Linked DNA regions of Callithrix jacchus: region 2 is linked to region 1. The links are chromatin contacts, called in public Hi-C maps. All regions are on one chromosome and are shown on one strand. The core of a region is the stretch at or near the end of the contact, and the rest is flanking DNA. Distances in the headings are between cores, read along the strand shown.

What was found. Hi-C and Micro-C count contacts between places; a contact is called where the count stands out from the background.
Region 2: a Hi-C map of induced pluripotent stem cells shows a contact between it and region 1, with 4 times the contacts expected there. The contact joins two enhancer-like sites. A contact is called at or near these places in 3 of 3 Hi-C or Micro-C datasets (induced pluripotent stem cells and skeletal muscle).

Annotation. Positions count from the first base shown.
Region 1 is chr6:19,076,700-19,081,157 of calJac240_pri, reverse strand. ARPIN (actin related protein 2/3 complex inhibitor) reads left to right here. Exons shown (of 6, transcript XM_078326776.1): 2 at 1,359-1,434; 3 at 4,372-4,458. Among named protein-coding and RNA genes, the nearest start is that of ARPIN, 3.9 kb to the left of the region's middle. Within about 2 kb of position 2,522, at least 2 of the 16 cell types and tissues checked have an H3K27ac peak or open chromatin away from gene starts, as enhancers often do.
Region 2 is chr6:19,245,722-19,250,179 of calJac240_pri, reverse strand. It overlaps ZNF710 (zinc finger protein 710), which reads right to left. Exons shown (of 4, transcript XM_054257247.2): 4 at 2,952-4,458. IDH2 (isocitrate dehydrogenase (NADP(+)) 2) reads left to right here. Exons shown (of 11, transcript XM_035303833.2): 8 at 1-55; 9 at 233-330; 10 at 423-515; 11 at 904-1,265. The coding sequence ends at 991. Among named protein-coding and RNA genes, the nearest start is that of IDH2, 16 kb to the left of the region's middle. Within about 2 kb of position 2,634, at least 7 of the 16 cell types and tissues checked have an H3K27ac peak or open chromatin away from gene starts, as enhancers often do.

The DNA of each region.
Region 1 (4,458 bases), core at 1,273-3,772:
ATGCCATTGTACTCCAGCCTGGGTAACTGAGATTCTGTCAAAAGAAAAGTAGAGCAGTGAACAGTGATTGCCAGGGAATAGTGGATGGGGGTGTGGGTGGGGAAATGATCAAAGGCACAAACTTTCAGTTATAGAATAAATAATTTCTGGGGATCTAATGTACAGCATGGGGTCTGGCAGGTGTTCATTAATTTGTGGTAACCATTACATAGTATGTACTTAAATCATCACCTTCTGCACCCTGAATACATACAGTCTTGATTTGTCAGTTAAATATGTAGAAAAGGGCCAGGTGCGGTGGCTCACGCCTATAATCCCAGCACTTTGGGAGGCCAAGGTGGGTGGATCACGAGGTCAAGAGATCGAGACTATCCTGGTCAACGAGGTGAAACCCCGTCTCTACTAAAAATAGAAAATTAGCTGGTTATGGTGGTGCACGCCTGTAGTCCCAGCTACTCAAGAGGCTGAGGCAGGAGAATTGCTTGAACCCAGAAGGCGGAGGTTGCAGTGAGCCGAGATGGTGCCATTGCACTCCAGTCTGGGTAACAAAAGCAAAACTCCATCTCAAAAAAAAAAAAAAAAAATGTAGAAAAATAATTGCCAGTGGTGGGGATGTGTTGGATAGAGACAGTTTCCGTGGAGTTTTCCCTTCCCCTTTCATCCCTCTTTCACTGTCATCTCCAGCTGCCCCCACCCTTCTCCCATTTCTGTGGATGCAAAAGAGGAAGGATTCAGGTTCTGCCTTTATGAAAGCCAGCGTCAGGAAGCCAGGGGTCCGCCTCCCCTCGGTGAGGACCGTGTGATCTTGAGCTAGTCCCACACTTCTGAGTTTTGGTTTCTTCACCTCTCAGCAATAACCATTTCCTCAGGTTAATGACCACATGGATATTTAATATGAGAATGTTTAAAAACAGGTGGAAAGGGAAAATAATTATGCAGCTTAGATACATCCCTTGGCGTTTGGCCTAATAAAAAGGTAAAATCTTTGATATTAGTAAGCACTTAATAGCTTCAAAAAAACCCTCACATACATGGTCTTATGTCCTCATTAGAGGAGCCAAACGAGGCGGCTGTTTGTCTCCCCGTTTTATAGATGAGACTGAGGCTCTGGTTCCAGGAACTCCCAGTGGCCATGTAGGAGGGTCCATAGCTTGATTGTAGGGCAGCCCGACAAGGTTCCTCCTGGCATCTGGGCAGTATGCCAGCCTTTGGGACCCTTGCAGGGTTGGAGGCCCCTACATAGGAAGCAGAGGGACAGGAGGCTCAGTACCCAGCCTGCTGAGGACTGGGTGAATAGGACACAGGTGAGACTTGCTGAGAACTGACAGAACCAGCTCTCCCTTTCTTTCCATCCCCAGGGGAAATGGTGTGCTGCTGGAGGGAGAGCTGATAGATGTCTCTCGGCATAGCATCTCGGATGCCCATGGCAGGAAGGTGAGGATGCCTCTTTGGTGCTAGCTGGGGGGCACGGACTTCACTGTTGTCACCCACTGTGGCCTCTCCTTCTGCCCAACTCCTTCAGTGCCATGACTTGGGATCTAGCTCCTTTCTTGATGGGCTTAGAAAGCAAGTAGGAAGTAGGTCAGGAGATTGACAGCTACATGGGACCACCAGCTGGAAGGAGAATGGTTTAAGGCTGCGTTGGGCAGTAGACAGGCGGGAGGGTCTGTGTTCTTGCCAGGAGAGCCTGGCTCATGGCTGAGAAGGCAGACCAGGCCCTCAACCCCGATCTCACCTGATTGTCACCTCTGGCACTGTCTGGGCTTCCATTTCCATGTTGATGTCCTGGCTGCCTTTGCCCTCTCGGCCTCCTGGATCCTGCCCTGTATGGCCACCCCATCTCAGGTGTCTTTGGGTACATCTGTCATTCACCATTGGCTACTAGCCTGTGTCTTTTTTCTGAGCACTAGTTCTGACTTTCCACTCCTCTTTCAAAAAGCCCCACCTAGATGTGCTGACCACCTTATCTCCTCGGTCTCTATAATTGAGTTTGGTCTCTAAAAATGCCCTCTCCAGTAGACCAGGGGCTGGTGCTACATGGAGCCTGCATGTCCCTCCTGTACCCTACAGGAGCAGCCTCGGCCCCCAGCTCAGCACTGTTCTGATGTCAGGAGGTATTTTGCTGCACCTTCCCTCCTTAGCACACAGTCAGCAGGTGGGAACACCCATCAGAGCCCCAAGCCAGCCTGCCCAGGAGAGCCCAGCAGTGTTCCCATGCTGATGTGGGGCTCACTTGCCTCTGCTGCCCTCAGGCAGGCCCTTCTCCCAGCTCCGCTTCAAACTTGCCTCCCTTAGTTCCATTCCTGGTGATGGTGCACTTGCCCTCCCAGCCACCAGGCTGCGAACCCTCACTGTCTCCTCCCCAGGTAAGCAGTGCCAGGTCCTGCCGGGCTCCTCCCCTTCCTTTCTTCCCCTCCTCACCTTCCCTTCCTCTGTCCATGGCGGCTCACCTTAGAGGGGCCCTCAGCCTGTCCTGATGACACCTTGCTCCTGTCCCCCTGCCTTCTGGCTGTCCCCAGAGCTCATCCCTGCCCTGTTGCTAACAGGACAAATGTCTTTCCAGAAAGACATCTCTGAGGGTCTCGCTGTTGCTCAGAAACCTTTCAGGATTCCTTGTCCACTAGATAAAATCTAAACTCCGAATGCCAACTCAAGACCCATCCCGAACAGAGCCCACTTGCTTTCCCAGCCTGGGTTCTCAGAAGGCCTCTGGATGCCCTGCATGGCTCAAGCATGCACAGGGAACTCTTGACTTCTATTTTCTATACTGTCCCAGGCTTTTAATATTCTTCCACAGCTTCTTCTTCCACGGTTGCTGACTTCCCCACCCTCCCAGACTTCACCTTTCTTGATTCTACCAGGAAGTGGCCTCCTGTTCTGCAGGCCGTGGGAGTGTTTCACCCACCTGCCTTGAACAGATGGCAAACAGCATTTACAGCACACTCATGCTTGGCACTGTGCTTGCCCCTCTGTTATCTCCTTGAACCCTCATAATATCTTTTTTTTTTTTTTTTTTTGAGATGGAGTCTCAGTCTGTCACCCAGGCTGGAGAGCAGTGACACGATCTAGGCTCACTGCAACCTCCACCTCCAGGGCTCAAGTGATTCTCCTGAGTCAGCCAACCGAGTAGCTGGAATTACAGGCATGTGCTGCCACCCCCAGCTAATTTTTTGTATTTTTAGTAGAGACCAGGTTTCACCATGTTGGCCAGGGTGGTCTCAGTCTCCTGATATCATGATCCTCCCCTCGGCCTCCCAAAGTGCTGGGATTACAGGTGTGAGCCACCGGTGTCACACCTGGCCAAACCCCCATAATATTCTTAACCACAGATATCATGTTATCTCCATGTGGCGGGGAAACTGAGTGGTTTGTCCCAGGCACTGCATCTGTTGGAAGGTGCAGAGTGGCTACCCTCACCCAGGGCTCCTTCTCAGTGCCCACCTCAGCAGTGCCCATTCCTGCTTCATGGTATTTGGGGTCCTCTGGCTTGGGTTATGGTTTTTGTTTTGTTTTGTTTGAGATACAGTCCAGCTCTGTCACCCAGGCTGGAGTGCAGTGGTGCGATCTCGGCTCACTGCAACCTCCACCTCCCGGGTTCAAGCAATTCTCCTGCCTCAACCTCCCAAGTAGCGGGGATTATAGGCGTACACCACCATGCCCAGCTAATTTTTTTTTTTTTTGAGACGGAGTTTCGCTGTTGTTACCCAGACTGGAGTGCAATCGCACAATCTCGGCTCACCGCACCCTCCGCCTCCTCGGTTCAAGCAATTCTCCTGCCTTAGCCTCCCGAGTAGCTGGGACTACAGGCGCACACTACCATGCCCAGCTAATTTTTGTATTTTTAGTAGAGACGGGGTTTCATCCTGTTGACCAGGATGGTCTCAATCTCTTGACCTCGTGATCCACCCGCCTCAACCTCCCAAAGTGCTGGGATTATAGGCGTGTGCCACCGTGCCCAGCCAATTTTTTATATTTTTGATAGAGACAGGGTTTCACCATGTTGGCCAGGTTGTTCTCAAACTCCTTACCTCAAGTGACCCACCCTCCTTGGTCCCCCAAAGTGCTGGGATTACACACATGAGCCACCATGCCCGGCTGAGTTACGGTTTTCTGTACATAGTTTTTGTCTGGCTGTGTAGAAGCCCTGGCTTGCCCTGTTAGGAACTTTCAGCACGGCGCATTCTGTGTGGCAGGTGCTCCTGTGAACGCATGAATGAATAAATGTTTGGGTGGGGGTATGTGCCCAGCTTGACTATCTTTTGGCACTGAGGACAGCATCCAGGGTAGATGTGAGGTTGGGGTTGCAGCCAGAGGCCAGAGTGTGTGTTGTGGGATGAGGCCACTTCCCACTCTCTGTCTGCCTGGCCCCAGGAGCGCTACTACATACTGTATATCCGGCCCAGTCACATCCATCACCGTCAATTCGACGCCAAGGGAAATGAAATCGAGCCCAACTTC
Region 2 (4,458 bases), core at 1,385-3,884, 170 kb before region 1:
CGAGGCTGAGGCCGCTCATGGGACGGTCACCCGCCACTATCGGGAGCACCAGAAGGTGAGTGCAGGACATGGGGCCTCACAATGACCCTCTTCCCGGCTGGGGCCCAAAGCCCACTAACCTGAGGCCTGGAAGGATAAGCCTGACCAGCAAGTCCAGGGTGGGCAGCTGTATCTGGGCAGCCTCCTTGCTAGCTGGCTCAGCTCTTGATCCCCCTGCAACCCCCATCCCCAGGGCCGGCCCACCAGCACCAACCCCATCGCCAGCATCTTTGCCTGGACACGTGGCCTGGAGCATAGGGGGAAGCTGGATGGGAACCCGGACCTTATCAGGTGAGCACAGAGGGAGAGGCCACAGCTGCCAGGAGAGGCTCTGGGTTCTGGCCTGGCACAGAGGGGGTCTCATTCTGCCCCATCCCCCACAGGTTTGCCCAGACATTGGAGAAGGTGTGTGTGGAGACCGTAGAGAGTGGAGCCATGACCAAGGACCTGGCGGGCTGCATTCACGGCCTCAGCAAGTGCGTGGCCCGGGGTGGAGGCCAGACGCTGGGGCCAGGTGGGGTGAAGCCAGGGGGACCGGGGTGGCACAAGTCCGCAGACCTGAGAGGTGGCTCAGGCCAGCCGCTGCAGACCAGACCTAGAGAGCTGCTTCCCATCCCCGACCCTGCCCGCACCCTCGCCCAGCTTCTCCCAGGAGAGCAGTCACCTGGAAAGAGAACTTACAGGTGCCTGCAGAATCGCTGTGGCCTCATGGCAGTGGGCTATCGGGGCCTCTGGCCTACAGCCTGGGTGGCAGGAGATGGCTATTCCGATGCCCAAGCTCAGGCTGTTCCCTGAAAGGGCCTGGCTGACGGTGTTGGCAAGACCCGGAGCTGCCCCTGACGTTGAGTGGTGCTCTCTCCGCAGCGTGAAGCTGAACGAACACTTCCTGAACACCACGGACTTCCTGGACACCATTAAGAGCAACCTGGACAGAGCCCTGGGCAGGCAGTAGGGAGGTGCCGCGTGGCTGCAGTGGACGGGCCGGGCCGAGCCAGCGGGCCTCCTGAGTGCGGCGGAGGGTGAGCCTCACAGCCCCTCTCTGGAGGCCTTTTTAGGGGACGTTTTTATAAGCGAGATTTTTAAAGCACATGTGTTTCCCCTCCTGTGATGTGAGGCAGGAGCAGCGTGTCTTACCTCAGCCAGTTGGTATGTTTTGCATACTGTAATTTATATTGCCCTTGGAACACATGGTGCCATATTTAGCTACTAAAAAGCTCTTCACAAAACTGTCTGCTGTGTTTGTCCCTGAGGGGAGGAGGCAGCGGGGGCCCCGAGGCTGAGGCCCTGCTAGAGCTGGGGGGTTCCTCTGGGTCAGACCGGAGCCCTTAAGGAAGGGCTGCCACTGCGGGGAGGGACCAGGCAGCCCTCCTGACCTGCATTCATTCCACAGGGCCCCCACGGAGCTTTGGGACTCTCTGGGTTCCCTGGAAGTTCCTAGCACCATCCAGTTTCTGTGTCCGGTTCTCCATTCTGAGAGTGACTCAGTTCCTGATAGGTCGTCATTGATCTTTTTCTTCCTTGGTTTTAATCTAAACATCTCTAGGCCATATTCTTAGCCTTTTTCTAGGTACTAAAGACAGGTACCCACACCTGCCTCACACTTCTTTCCAAGGCTGCGTGGGTTTGCGGGGGCTTGGGTGCGTGTGAATAAGGGCCCCACATCATCCGGGCCAGCGGTTCCCAGGCTTGGGTTCACTTTCACCATGTAGTGGCAAAACGAGAAGCTTCAGAAAAACTGCTCTCCGCCAGGCACTGTGGCACAGCCTGTAATCCCAGCACTTTGGGAGGCTGAGGTGGGTGGATCACTTGAGGCCAGGAGTTCAAGACCAGCCTGGCCAACATAGTGCAACCCTGTCTCTACATAAAATACAAAAATTAGCTGGGCATGGTGACACGCGCCTGTAGTCCCAGCTATTCGGGAGGCTGAGGCAGGAAAATGGTTTGAACCTGGGAGGTGGAGGTTGCAGTGAGCCGAGATCATGCTGTTGCACTCCAGCCTGGGTCACAGAGCAAGACTGTCTCAAAAAAAAAAAAAATTGCTCTATGCACATTCTTTAGCCCCATGTAAAAAGGAAGAATAAACAGTTTCTCTAAAGCTACATATAATCAAATAACTGTCTTCTGCATAGTGATTAGCTTCTATTTGTTGGTGTTAAAATGTCCTGGAGAAGAGTTGTATAATCTTTATAAGGTCCTGACCAGGTGTAGTGGCTCATGTCTACAGTCCTAGGCCAAGGTGGGAAGACCACTTGAGCCCAGGAGTTTGAGGCCGTAGTGAGCTATGATGGCACCACTGCACTCCAGCCTGAGCAACAGAGTGAAACCCCATCTTACAAAGTCCCTTTCCTAAGTACTGGGGGACCCCCATGGCTCCCGAAACCCGACTATTGCTGTAGACTCAGTGGCTTTGGAAGGGCTCTTGCCCTCCACCCACACTGGTGCCTCTGCTTCCTCTTCCTGAGTAATGCCCTGAAACTTGCAGGGCTGTGAGAAGAAAAGCAGACTGCTGGCTCCCGCAGGCCCAGCCCCTGGGAGGTAGCTCAGGGCTTCCTGCGTCTTCTTGCCTGTCACAGCACAGGGCTGGCAGCCTTGCAGAATGTAGCCTCTGAAGCCTGGCCTGGCATCGGGAGCTGGCTTCTTTCCTGGAGCCCTGTGGGTGGGTGGGGAGGGGAAGAAGCTTTTCTCTGCAAGGGGTGGGAATGCAGGGCCTTGGCCCACACGACTCTCTTGGGCCTAGAGCAGCTGGCTGTAGGTGCCTGGCCCTGTGGGTGGCCATTCCAGGGCAGAGGATGGTCTCAGCATTCCCCGGGCCCGGGAGAGCGCAGCCCTGCTGTGTGGGGCTGGGAGTTCCTGCTGGGGGTGAGGGCCAGGTCCCCAAGAGCTGGGGAAAGATGCATTTGCAGTCACCTCACTAAAGAATATTCATTTATTTATAATTATTGCTAAGTAAACCTCTCTTTTAAACAGGAACATAAAAACACAGTAGGGCTTTGCACAAGTGGAATCTCTAAACAGTTGGTTTGTATACATGTCAAAATAAGTTAGAATGGAATTCGTCCAGGAGTTTCCAAGTCACCCGAGAGGCTGTGCGCCTCTTTTGAGAAGGTCAGGGAGGGGTGCGGACAGGAGCCTTGCGGAGACCACCCCCAGCTCAAACTGTGAGTTGTGCTGTTTCCTCCTCCCAGCTTTGCCCAGGTCCAAGGCACAGGGCAGGGGGCGTTCAAGTATCGAACCTCGAAGAGGGCCAGTGCGGATGGCGGGGTTGGGGAGGGAAAGGAGTGCCCCACCCCGGGGGCCAGACCTTCTCCCTTCAGTTTCCAAGCCCAAGGCCACTGCACTGGCGGGAGAAAGGAGGAGGAGGAGGTACAGGGTTCTTTTTGGTACCAGGGGAGAAAGACGTTGTGGGAAGAGGTAGTTGCAGGGGATGATGCCTTCTGCTCAGCAGGAGAAAATGTCTTGTACAGTGACGGGGTCACTGCCACCTGAGGGTCATCATGGTGGGTACCTGGGAGGCCGTGGGGCCTCGGGGTCTGGGAGCCACACTCGGGCCACCCTGTCCACCCCTCAGTCCTTGTCACAGTCACCCTGAGGCCTGGCTTGGTACTTCACTTGAGGATTCAGCCTTGGGGGTGGCTGCGCTGCAGATGGGTTCTGCCCACCCCAGGCTGTTCCCCGCTCCGGGTTTCTGGGCTGAAGCTAGTGGCTTCATCTGTGCCTTTGGGGACGGCCCCTGCCTGCCCCACCCCACTGAGTCCTCAGGAGGCACGTGGGTGGGGGTCCAGGTGCCCTAGAGTTCCTGAATGTGCTATTTCACTGCCCTGGGCCTGTCACCTCTGGTTGCAGGGGCAGGAGCTGGCGTGGGAACAGAGGGGAAGAGAGCAGGCGAGCAAGGGAGCGCACTGTTGGCTGAGCAGAGTCAGCAGCCCTGGCGGCCACGGAGGGGACACAGGACGGAGGAGTCAGTGGCTGCAGGGGCCAGGCAGGGGTGGAGGGCTTCCCCGAGCTGCCTTCTCCTTCCTTACCCCAGCCTGCTCAGGCTGCTGCCAACAGCTGCTCCTCTAGGGCCAGGGCAACCTGGGCCCCAGTCCTGCCAGCCAGGCTGCTCCAGGTGGGTGGGTAGGAAGCACGCACAGCACACGAGGAAGCTTACGCTTGGAACAGAAAATGCATCTCCATCAAAAAAGGTCATAGGTGACTCGGAGTTGGAAAGAAAAAAAAAGAGTAAGTTACCTTCGAAAGACCCCTTTGCTCAAAAACCCTTGTTTTCCCTTTGTGAGCTTCACTTTCCTTCTTAAAACATTGCTCTTTCCGGGGAGCTCTGACTTGCGGCCATCCCCGTCGCAAGGTGGACCCAGGAATTAGAAATGACTGAGGTCCTTCCCCCACAGGTGGTCCTGGGCCTCCTCGAGGACAGCCCTT